Linked DNA regions of Ostrinia nubilalis: region 2 is linked to region 1. The links are chromatin contacts, called in public Hi-C maps. All regions are on one chromosome and are shown on one strand. The core of a region is the stretch at or near the end of the contact, and the rest is flanking DNA. Distances in the headings are between cores, read along the strand shown. Region 1 holds the start of LOC135078641. Region 2 holds the start of LOC135078666 (general vesicular transport factor p115).

Region 1 (6,843 bases), core at 2,497-4,996:
GTGTCAACTCTCTTTGGCTTAAGATTTCTGGTCGAGATATTTGTTCTTTATAAATATTACAAAATCTCATGTTATACTTCAATAGTACTGATGCTAATTTAGATGTCGACTTTCTGATCGTAGTTGCATTGAAAAATCTTTTGTAAATGTCGTCATTTACGTATACAGAATGATGAGGTTTATTCTCAAAGTATACAGTTAAAGCATTCTCCAAATTGGTGAGATTAGCAGTGACCTCTTTGTTTGAAATCAGTTCTGCATACATTTTCATGCTCTTTCGAATCACATGCTCGGGCATTTCAATGGTTATCGATTTCGAATATTTATTTAACAAAGTTTGTAATACGTCTAAAACAATGCTGGGCTCTTTGTCATCTTTCACGCAGTAATTTGCATCCAACGCAAATATTTTATTGAAAATGACTAAATCGTCTTCATTCGTCATTCCCACAACCTCCAAAACTTTCACTGTGAGCTCACTACTCAAATTTTTCCGTTTGTTAATTTTGTTGAAAGCTTTGACCAACTCATTGAAATTCTTCTGTTGATAGGACTTTAAGATTCTATGCTTGTTATCCAAATGTGTGACTATATCGCGATGCACAACAACAATATCAAGCAGGCTTTGAGTTGATGCTACGCAAGGGTCATTTTCTTTTAAAGATAATGGCTTGTAAATTTTCAAGACATGTGGATTTTTAAATAGAGACAGCATGATCAAACGACATTCATTTATCAGATGACTTTTCTTCCCTATTGTTATAAGGAGATGAAAATAGTTGATAATTTTTATCTGTCTATCTTCATCTAATTGGCCAATGTTTGTCAAACGCACTAAACAAAATATAAGGTATTTTGCCCAAATTAAAATTTCTGAACTATCAATCGTATCAGTAGTAATCACTTTGTATGGCACATCATGTATCGTTATATCACTCTCTTCTGCTGATGTTTGCTCAAGACATCTAAATACTTCTTGGAGTGGCAAGTCTTCATTATCAAAGATAGATTTCGATAAAGCTTTTATGATATGATCTTTAGCTGTGATGGATTCAGGCAAGGAAACAGACTGTGACAACCACTGTGAAACATAATTTCTCACTTCCAGCTTAGAATCCTCTATTAAAAGCTCAGTTAGTTCAGGCGAGTAGTTGCAATGAAACAAATGGGCTATGTAACAAGATAGAAAATGTTTCAAACTTTTCTTTGCCTCTTTGTTGTTTTGAATAAATTGCATACAACCCACAATAAAGGTAGACGGAATTTTATTCTCTAAGAAAACTTGATCATCTGTGTTTTGATTTTCCATCAAATCATCAAATAATTTGTTTAGACTAGATTCGCTTCCTTCATCAGTAATTTCGAAGTTTACTATTTGATCGCTCACGTAATTTGCCAGTTCTTGTATATGTGACAGCACAAACTCGATAATATCAGCTATCAGCGAAATGGGGTTTACTTTCGCATTACGTAGAGCATACAAAATCAAATGAATTTCATCTTCATCTCTTTCAAAAATAGATGTATTTCTAAAAAAGTTGTGTAGTGTTATTTTTGCTTCAGACCAGGTTGTGTCTGAGTCAGTAGTATAAACATCCAACATGATGAGAAATAGATCTTTAAACATGGGATTTTTAAGCGAAATAGCTGTGCGATCTAGTGTCAGCCACAGAGATACAATTTTGAATTTCAAAAGAGCAGTATTCCCATCTTTCAATTTAGTCGCATATTTCAGTATTTGTTTCATGTCAATATTACCCTCCAGCATTTCGAAAAATGCAGGATGGATATCATTATACAACAGCAATACATCAATTAGGTTTATTAAAGCATCTGTATCTTGAATTTTGGGAAGCTTATAATCTTGTTGCTTTTCCTCTCCACTGTCCTTATGATTGATGACATCATGAATGAGTGTGACAATAGTAGCAGGAACAGGTAAGTGTTTAGGTAGAAAATACTCCAGTTTATTCTTCAAGTCCAAAATACGATTAGAAGAATCATCCATTTCGAAAATTTGCATGTACCTTTTTAAAGTCTGAAGCATTTTAACTAGCACCTTGATGCAATATAGAGATATTGACTGGTCCTTTCCAAGACTTGTTTGGATGTATTTCAGTAGAGGGACTGGTAATGTGACAAATCTTACAAAATTTGCTGCTTGAGAAGTATTTAAGCTTTTCATTTTGGGCACAACATTTTCTGGTTTCATGTTTTCCAGTAGATTTATTATGAACTCTACAGTTTTCTCCCAAATTGGTGAGTGTTGTGGCTCAAAGCTCTGCTCAACCACAGACATCACTGCTCTGTGCAAGTCTGGACATCTATGAATAATTTCTAAAATGACCTGGCACTCATTATTGTTTTCCCAGGGCCGTTTAAGTGTCAATAAAGCTTTGTACAAGTTTTGATTTTTGTTTAAATCTGATGTCCCTAAAGAGCTATCAATAAAATACAGACCCAATCTGTGTGATGTAAACAATGTTAGAATAATATCTGATAATAATGTAACAATTTCTGGTCGCAGCTTATTTCTGACTTCAAAGTTTATTTCAGGAGGTCCTTTCCATGTGAATATCTTGAACATGTTGTGTAGAACTTGATGATTAAAGGTTTTTAGCTTCAAGCTTTTGGAAATGAAGGAGTTTTCAACCACATTCTTCTTTAAGATATTGAGGAAGATCAACACAGCCTCAGCCTCATCGTGTACCAATCCAGGTATCACCAAGCTTAGCAGACCTTGCTTTTCTAAAAGAGCTTTTATTAGTGGTAGGTGACCATCAACAAGGAATGATGTCATGAAGTGAACAAACGATGTCCGTACATTATCTTTCTCTTTGTAATTGGATTTTTCTACAATATACTGCAGGTGTTTAGGAGTGAGAGGTGCGTGACTGAGAATCTCAATACCCAAGTCAGAGTTCAAAGTGACCATTGATGTGAGTAGCTTTAAGATTATTTTCCTGTGCCGAGGTCCAGAATTCTCGCTGATCATAATTTCCACAGTTGACATAAAGTTGTTCAGGAAGTATCGGCACGCTTCCTCGGTGGCAGCGATCATGTGGGGAAGCGAAGACTGAACTTTGACTATGATTAAGTGGAATAAATGGAACGCTGGTGTGGTAAGTGTGAGGTTTTTCTTACTGTCTTGGTTGATTTGCCGGAGGATTTCGTGTGGGTTGCCTCCCGTCTTGAGATAAGCTAGCAGGTAATCTTCCTCATTGTCTGGGTCGAGGCAAACTTGAAGAAATTGTGTCAGCACTGAAAACCATATTTACACAAATATTAATCATTGTTACAACCTTGACTTTGTGTCTTTTATTTTTAATTTAGTAATACTTTTAACAGACTACTTAGACATAAACTAATCGTTTATTTCAAGGGAAATTATAACCGCAAAGGCGACTTTATAACCCGTGTCATGACGAGTAAAAATAAATCCAGACGACTAATATCTTACCCATTCCTTGGCCTTGCTTTGCCGCCAAGTCTTTGCGAAGGTGTTTAATATCGAAACCACCTGTTTTAGGCACTTTTCTTCTTTTAACATCAGCAGTTTCGGTGTTGTCTGGTTGTTCCACGATTTCATTATTTTCTGCCCCTGCCTCCTCACTCGTCGCATTTTCTTTTGATGGAGAACTTTTATCATTATCATATTTACGCTTCCCCATTGTTAGTTTTTCTCATTAAATTAAAAATAACACAAATTTCAAAGTTTTTGATGAACAAAATACAACACGTGCGTTTGACGTTTACGTTTGACAGTGACATTACTGACAACCTATTTTTTAATTCTATGACACAGACATCGAACCACGAACCGACGTTATACAAATAACGTTATTTTTAACAGTTTAACAGAATTTTTAACACACTACAAGGTGTTCATATTTCTGTTTGCACTTTGCCTGGAGTCTGGACTACCAGGAATCATGCAATACGAGTACATGGATCGTAATAGATGCTTAATATTTCCTTTCAACATTCAAAAAATATAATTTCAAGATAGTGTGATGCGAGATAGAATGGAACCTTGGCAAAGCATTTCATGATAGTGAATTTTGCTTTTCATCATCATTTCTGCCATAGGACGTTGACTTCTGAACAAGGTCACCAAGGATTTCCAGATTATACAGTTAACAGTGGCTTGCATCCAGCGCTTTCCCCAAAAGAAACCTTAAAGTTGCACAGCGTGCTATGGAAAGCGCTTTGCTCGATATTTCTTTACGAGATCGAATCAGAAATTAGGAATCTATTTTTATTCTAATAGGCAATTTATCATAGTTTTGGGAATCTAGATTATATTCATAGATTTTAGGCTAACTGGATTATATTGGATATTATTTATTTTCTTGTTTTATGGGATGTTTAGGTGATTTAATAAAGTACCAACCGAATAATACATATTACAAGAACAAATACAACTTTACACACACAGGTTCCTCTAAATCTTTGCTCTCATTGAACAGATGAATCGATGTGTACAAAACTTATATTAATTGTAGCCGATTCGTGGGATGATGAAATAAAATAACAAACATAATAAAATTTAAAAATATAATTTTTATTTGGCATAAGCAGTAATTTTAATCAAAGTATTTTTTTTTACTTTGAATACGACTAAAGTTTTAGGTCTCCTTAATCTAGGATAGTGGATGGATTTTATCCATTCTTAATCATTAATAAGCAAGTGGTAAATTACTCTCCTTTTATGTTTTTAATATAGCTTATCTAGCATAGGCTATATTTACATGACGTGTGACAATTTTATGATGACTCATCACAACGTCACAGGCCAAATATAGTTCCAAAATACTGGACTGTCCTGTCGATGACATTGACAGTGGGGCGCCACCGTCAATACCGGATCGCTGGTTCAGATTTTTGCCATGTTGGAAACCATATAGTTGAACGATGGTAGCGCCTCCCTGTCATTGAGTTTGGCGGGACAGTTCAGCGTGGGTCATCTATAGCACCTTTATTTTGTCACGATACTAAATGTAATGAAATAACCCTTCTTCTGGCGCTGTCGGGCAAATAGAAGCAATGTATAAATAGTCATTGTCATGATTTTAGAGATCTACATTAATACCTACTATTTTGATAACAACAACATACTTAAAATTAAATATTTTTCCCCTTTATAAAATAGATATTGAGGTCGATTACAAATGCTGCGTTGGTTCTCAGTCTTCATTCAACAGTCACTTAATTATGTTTTTAAATCTTCATTTCAAAAATTTCCAAACAATATAATATTTTAATTTCGTATGGCACTAAAACACATTGACGCCATCAAACTAATTGATTTCAAACGTAGTAATTAACTGAGGGCTAGAATAAAGTAGGTACATACTTTGAATTATCATTTGGCTAGTCAACTTAGAAAAAACAAACCAAGGCATCGTCACCTTCATTATAAACATAAACGAAATTTCACCAAACGTGCGTAACGCAATCTAAAAACATTTATTAAAAATTGTATATTTATACTCACTGTATTTCAAATTGTAAACGGTAATAGAATGATTTTCGATCAATAAGAATAATTTGGTCAATCATCATCACCAATATCCAATAACAATAATTTAGCTGTTCTCAACACAGAATATAGACTGATTCATAATAATGCGAGTTTTACTCGATAACTTGATTTCGGCGTATTTGCATGAGACTCACAGTGGCGCCGCCTGGTGGAGAGAATACGAACTATTTTCTACTTGTTTTTTACAACTCTACAAAATCATACCTTGCGGAATGAAATTAAATAAGAGTAATGTACCATTTAATTGGCTTCTCCTCTGATAATGTCCTCAAAGTCTGGTTGGAGCTCGCGGATCTTGTCCAGCAGAACGTCAGCCAAATTCTGATCTGGGTCTGTGTCTGGAATTAAAATGGGACATTATTTGCTATCTGTTATTTTTAATACTGTTTTACTGAGCACATCAGACACATATTGTATTTGCAAAACTATGTCTCAGTACTCGTCGTGTGGGTGCAGGTTCGATACGACACTGGCTGTGCAAAACGCTCGAAGCCTTAATAAAAATAAATGAAGCCCACCAAAGACTCCTACGTACCTATTTGCTATGTAAAAGGTTAAAGTTTAATTTGCATTACTATTTTACTTATTTAAGCAAATTCTTTAAAGCTACAGCCAAACCAAAGCGTGCAGATCGCGTCGGCGATGGCGTTCACGGCGCGTGCATAGGCGCGCGTCCTGTCATTGTCGTGGCATGAGTACCGGCGTTTCAAGATTTTTCTTCTCAGCACTTGCCATAATTATGTTTGTCTCGGAGCGCTGGTAGGGCCCAAAAGATAAGGAGACATGTAAAGTGCCCCATAAGGGCTACCTTTTTTTTATCTATGTATTGTATTTTGACCTTCATAAGTGCCACTAGTGGTCTAAATTGAATAAAGTATTTTTGATTTTGATTGGCCTATGCACGCGCAGTAATCGCCATCGCCGACGCGATCGGCACGCGTTGGTTTGGCTGAAGCTTTACTCTTTTTAAAGAACATTCTGTAGGTTCTCCTTTAATAAAAAATAAAGTACTTACTGTCGTAGTAGACAATCTCGCAGCGGTTCTGGCACTCAGGACTCTTAGCAATGATAGAGCGCAGCATGCCTGTGAAGTCGCGAACTACCTCCGCCTCGTCGATGCCGTCCAGCTCTGCGGAAAATACGAACACATTGCTTAATAACTTCATAAATAACACGTGATATTAGAAAGAAAAGAATGAAACATTTATTACGATGAACATCAGTTAAGGACAGGGAACGTATACAGAAAAAAAAGACAGAAATAGCACATAAATATTACAAGGAAATAAAAAGTGAAC
Region 2 (6,215 bases), core at 2,056-4,555, 480 kb before region 1:
GTCATTTTGATGTGGTGGCTTTAAGTCTAGTAGTATTATTGTCTAAGTATTGGTACTAAGTAAGATTTTGAATGTACGATAAACATAAGTTCGTTACTAGGATTCTGAGGGGCCATTCTCGCGTTACACAATTTAGGCCACGTCGAAATAGAGAAAAGTCTACTATTTTATAGGCATGTGGACCAGATAAACGCACATTTAACGCAACGTTCTAGAATAGGGTTTTAAACAAAGTTAAGTCAAAGTGTAATTTAGAATTAAATGAAAACCATTTGTTACCTCAACGAAAACGGTTGTTTCTCGTTGACCATCGACATGAGCAGCACCACAATGGCCGGCCTTGGCGGGTTGGACGGCGCCATCACATTACCCAAGAAGTCTTGATTATTCACGTCCCCGCGCACCACCTCTCCCACAGTGTTGATCGTCTCCGTCAAAATGTCCGCCGGCACACCGCTCGCCATCAATATATTGCACAGAGAATCCAACAAGCCGGCGTATTTCATTATCTTTTGACAACTAGTTATAATTTGCACCGCGTTACTCGGCGACACTAAAGTCCTCACGATTTGGAGCATGCAGTGCACGTTGGACACCTTCTGAGGAGACCAGCCGATGTCTTCCGCGTCGTCGGGAGTCTGGAACATTGGCAGCATCTTCTGGATGTAATTTCCTTCTTTGAAGAAGTGGATATTACTGCTGTTATTCTTTAGTAAGTTTAGCATGAGGAGCAGACAGTCTTCCACGATTATTCCGCCGTCGGAATACCCTTCAGACGACACGATTTCAAATAGCCTATCAAACGCATTTTCAAACGCGACGATTTTCTGTATATTGGCGTTCCCTTTCGTCAGTTTTATTAGCAGGAGCAAGGTTTCATTCCGTATGACTTCTCTCGTGTCTCCCAAGAGATCCATCATTTTGGACACGCCCATTGGTTTGACTAGAATTATTTCCTGTATATCTTTAGGCCTGTTGGTTAGCAGCGACGTGAGCAGCTGGACTGCTGATAGTCGTACTCTGAAGTCATATTCGTCTAGGAGATCTAGAACGAGTTGGATGTTGTTGTGGTCCTTGATGAACATTTCTGTGAACTGTTCCCCGATGTTCATGGGAATGTTGGGGTTCTTTTCTTCCTCCTCGAACTGGGCGGGAGACATGATGTTGTTGAGTGTGTCGAGGGCGTAGTTTATGGTCTCATTGTCGGCGCGATCGAGCTCTAGCACCTGAAGATGATAAAAGACACTAAGGGTCTATGCATACAATGTTTTATAAGCGCGCCGTCGACGTGTGTTTGTAAGAACACAGACGCGAACGCGATACACACGAAAATCGGACCCAATCTATAGACCTTTGTAGGAAAAGGCGCGTCATCGGCGCGTTTAAAAGAAGTGGTGTGCACAGGCACAGGACCTCTAAAACAGTGTTTTTCAACCTTTTTCATGAAGCGACCCCCCTTTTTTTTACTGAGGTAGTTTTTACGACCTCTCGCGACCCCCATGTAAGGGCCACAGGTTGAAAAACACTGCTCTAAAATGTATTCAAAGTTAAAATATTGCATTGGAATCGAATACCGTGCGTGACAGAGGGGTTCACTATTGAAAAGTTTTGGAGCCATTGGAGACTTCAGGCCCCTACACCCTTACAAGCATCATACTTGTTTGAGCGTGGCCAATTTGGCCATGCCCTGCGCGCCGATATCGACGCGGTACTCCCGCAATATGGCTTTGAGCATGCGGAATCAAAGAGTGTCTTCCCATTTAGGAAGTATATTTTGAGTAGCAATCTCTTGGCAACAGGTTGCTTTATAAAGCCCCCACATTCTAGTCTACCATTGAAAGTTTGGGTGCTGCTGGAGACTCATAAGGCTAGTAATTCATGGTACATGACATCCATGATGCTGCAGTCTAAGATTTCCTAGCGTAGCCTAGAATATTTATCTACCTGCTTGAGGGTGGCCATGCCCTGCGCGCCGACCTCGACGCGGTACTTGCGCGACAACGCTTTGAGCGCGCGGCAGGCGTCGCGCCGGTCTTCCAGCAGTGTGGAGTTCTCCACGCGGTTCACTAGGCGCTCCACCTGGAAACAAATTATTAAGTTTTAGGCTGGTTTTAGAATCACGCTGACCGTCAGCACTGATAGCCGAAATGTATGGAGCGTCGGCGCCGAGCGATCAGCGAGCGGTCAGCGCGATTCTAAAACCAGCCTTAGTAAACATACTTGGACATTTTACACTGCGCCATCTAGTCCCCAACTAAGTAGAGCTTGTGCAAAAAGTTAAAGTTATAAAAACACTTTTATTAGGTTTGTAGGTCAAAGGATTATCATCAATCAGCAGGACCATTATGGCCACAAATACCCAAAAACAGAGAAGCATGGAGATCCTTGGAGGAGGCCTGTGACAAACTGGAGAAGATAAATCAGAGTGCAGTTTTAGTTAATTATTATTTAATTGATCATCATCTTAATCAGCTTACAGCAGTCTAAGTGCTGGTCTCCACAACCTGGGTGGGAGAGTAGGAGGCCAAATCCTCCATTTACCTTTGGTAAATTACAGAGGGTCATGCTCGTTTAGTGGAGACTAATAGTTGGTGGTGGTAATCTAATAATATAAAAGCTGCTGAACATAATAAGCCTCCCCAATATCCCAAGCTTGTATGAAAAGCTGTTGCTGTATGCACATAGAGAGTGTTACAAATACAAATGACACTAAACTAGTATTTTGTTACTGTTTTCGCAAGCCTCATACTCCCATTATTCTCATCTTAAACTTGGTTTAACAAGCAATATTTGTTTGATGATCTAAAATTAAGGTAACAAAATGATTAGCGGATTAAACAATAGTATTTTCTTTTCAGATCATTAGAAAGTTATGTTATGGTTATAAAACAATATAAAATACATAGGAAAGTTACAAACTATGGTGTTTTGTGCTAGAGAATGTAATAATATTTCTAAATACCATAACTCAGTTTTCAGTGATCCCAATCGCTTTAATATGCTATTCAGACACAAAATTAGAACACTAGAGATGTCTACTATTCCTAATATATCGGTCAAGCGGCAATAAAATGAGAAATATGCCAGGAATCACCGTCTCGCCAGCCGAAGGTTGTTGTCCGGGCTCCGGGGCGCCGAGCACGGTCTTGAGACCACTTTTAAAGAAATCCATTTTGCACCGCTCCCTTGGTTCTATTAATATCACACACTACCGCGGTTAATACGAAACCATCGTATAAAATAGCAAAAATATAGAAAATCAAATTATCACTAATTCACGACACGTCAAAGCAAAATTTGACAGATTCCGATAAGACGATTACGTTTTGTTCATATATCTAAAATTGTTCTGGAGCAAAGTAATATTCAAAAAATATTTATAAGAATCCTCAATCACAACAGCACTTATGAATTTCATTTTTTACAATTTAAAGGGGTTATTTAACATACTGGAAAGAACAATCTACTTAGTTAAACTGGCTTTATTAAATTGGTTAATCCTATTCAATGTAATAACGAAACATCTTTAATGTCAAACTTGACAGTTTAATTCCAGGTTGCAGGTTGTGCTTCGGACAAACTATTTTAGACCTTATTCATACGTAGTTACAATCTTTTTTTTATGCACGACTCTGAGGAGTTGATAGTTGAAGTTGATAGAAGAATTTCATGTTTGTTGTGTTGTGATTAGATTTTAATTTAGTAATTTTAAAATAAAATACTCGTTCTATTTTAATTTACTACCAATTTTACTTTCATAAAAATGTCGACCGATCTCTATGCTAGTTTCAACGAACAGTACATGAATATCAACACGAAGATGAAAAAGTATGTGCACCTTTCTATCTAAAAATTGTTTTCTAATTTCTAATAGATTTCACAATCTTCACACTGCATTTTGTCAGAGTTATTATTATATTCGTATTGCTAATATTTCAGGCGGTTTATGCGTAAACCGAACATCTCAGAAGCGACGAACGAGTTCATAGCCCTAGCCATCCAGTGCGAGCATTCGGAGCAGCCAGCTTTCGCAGCACAGGCGTACGTGGGCGCCGCCAAGTGCGAGGCGTCCGCGGGCAACTTCTTGGGCGAGGCGGAGCACTACGTCACGGCCGCGCGGCAGTTCATGAAGGCGGAGAAGAAGCTCGTCTCTTTGAAGTTCCACAGTCCTGATAGAGAAAACTTAGAGGTAAGAAGACCTAGACAGTACTTTGTTACATAATAATAGCCAATAGGTAATGTTTGTCACAAGTTTGAGCTCAGGTAAAGTTTCTTTTACCTAAACATATTAAGTCACCTATTTGAAACCTATCAGTCAATCTTCCTTCAAGCTATACTATTGCTTAGATACTTTGCAAAATGTTTGTACCAACTAAACTGAAGTAAAGTAAGCCAGTTGATTCAACCTAAACAATGAAATGAAAATCAGCACAGCTAACTCACAAATGATTTTTTCCATTCCAGGCAGCCATAGGATGCTTCATGCAAGCCCTGACCAAGTACCCAGCCAAGTCTCCGATCCGGACGTCCATCCTGATGGAGCTGGCCAACGACCTAGCAATACTGGAGCACAAACTGGAAGCCGTATCTTACTACGAGCAGGCACTGGAAGGTGTGGTAGACACTACCATGCGGCTGATGTGTATGAGGAAACTACTCAATATGCAGATTGACTGTGGTATGTGATATTCATTTTTTTCAACTGACTTTTATTTTAGAGTAAAATAAGTTTATATTTTTATTTTGTGTAGAGTTAAGTTTGCCTTAATTTAAAAAAAAATCTGTTTATTGTAAATAAAAGCGTAATCTGTTCAGAAAAAAGCATTTGCAATAATACAGATGATAATGACATGTGCGAGAAAAAATATCTTAAAAAAACAATAAAATTGTAACTGACTTTTTGAGTAAAGAAAAAAGCATATTTCTATTAGCTTTCAACTCAAATATCAACAGATTTTTAGTTGATATTTTATAAAGATTGTTTATTTAGTTACATTGTTTTTGTTAATATTTAAAGTGGAATTTGAGGGTGTTTAGTCAATGATATGTATCTTTTGTGGGATTAGATTATATTAGCTTATTATTTGTAATTTCTAAGCTAATTCAACATCATTTTATTTCTTTACAGACAAACTGGATGTTGCACTGGAAACAGCCAATGAAATTTGCGATTCAAATACGAATTTACCTGATGACATATTGACTGAGTAAGTAGAGAGTAAATATAATGTTAAAATATTTACTGTAAATTCTAACAAATAAGCAACAGACATTCTCTAATTAGTTAATTCTCCATTTACAGAATACAAACGAGCAGAATACTCCTAACACTCCTGGTGGAGCCTCAGGAAGAAAGCAAACCAGAATCTCTGAAGCAGCTGATGTCTGATCTTCTGAATGACAGTGAAACTGACAGTAAGTTTGTAGTTTTTATCATAAATCTTTCTAAATTACAGTAACTAATATCACTACTGCCTTGGTCTATTATTACCAAAATAAATAATTATCTCTGAAGTTTCATCAAAATCTGTTCAGCAATTTTTGCAGCACCATCAATGCTCCATTCCTACTCTCTATCCTGTACATTTTCAGAACTAATTTCCTAAGAACCTATTATATTCGTCATTCACCATTGTGCCTGCATCTCACTTCAACACTTTTACTCCCCAGCGATCCCATTTAACAGCGACCTCCGTCTGAAACTACAATCAGTCGCGATGTCGTGCGCGAGCGGCGATGTTCCTTCTCTAGTGGGCGTAGCCGCGGACGCTAAGCGCTTGCTCACGGCGCCGCAGGCCGACCTCATGGACAGACTGTGCAAGGAGATGAGGCACGCTCATTTGACTATTGCATAGTGGGTGTAGTGTGCTAATCGTAAAGGTTCGTTATCTCTCATGTATAACATGCACCAATGAAATAAAAAAGCTAATGCAGCAATGAACTCGACGCGAAGAATGAGGCCCATCCATATACCGCCAGTGAATGGCGTATAATATGTTTGCGGCGTGCTCAAGATACCCTCAATGTGCGAGGGGGTTTGCCGCGAAGATCATCGTAGGCCATCTTCGGCTACCACCGCTGCCAAGACGTTGGATTGACGATTCAAGGAATGGATTGAAAGGATGAAATGCTTCTGTTACACTTGTCATGCTATTGAGTGTGCCTCATTCATCCAGGATTAATTTGAGACTCAATATTTTTTAGCCAAAGTTGTT

The links. A called contact is a pair of places that touch in the nucleus more often than the background predicts.
Region 2: a contact with region 1 is called in a Hi-C map of whole larva, with 4 times the contacts expected there. The contact joins the promoter of LOC135078666 here to the promoter of LOC135078641 in region 1. A contact is called at or near these places in 2 of 5 Hi-C or Micro-C datasets (whole body and whole larva).

Annotation. Positions count from the first base shown.
Region 1 is chr15:729,103-735,945 of ilOstNubi1.1, reverse strand. It overlaps LOC135078641, which reads right to left and starts at 3,746. Exons shown (of 3, transcript XM_063973168.1): 1 at 3,461-3,746; 2 at 1-3,261. The coding sequence starts at 3,671. LOC135078670 (stimulator of interferon genes protein) reads right to left here. Exons shown (of 9, transcript XM_063973210.1): 8 at 6,561-6,674; 9 at 5,291-5,883. The coding sequence ends at 5,786.
Region 2 is chr15:1,206,619-1,212,833 of ilOstNubi1.1, reverse strand. It overlaps LOC135078666 (general vesicular transport factor p115), which reads right to left and starts at 3,305. Exons shown (of 7, transcript XM_063973198.1): 1 at 3,095-3,305; 2 at 1,945-2,079; 3 at 280-1,226. The coding sequence starts at 3,172. It overlaps LOC135078663, which reads left to right and starts at 3,681. Exons shown (of 6, transcript XM_063973193.1): 1 at 3,681-3,828; 2 at 3,940-4,189; 3 at 4,465-4,678; 4 at 5,129-5,207; 5 at 5,303-5,415; 6 at 5,671-5,972. The coding sequence starts at 3,764. The coding sequence ends at 5,855.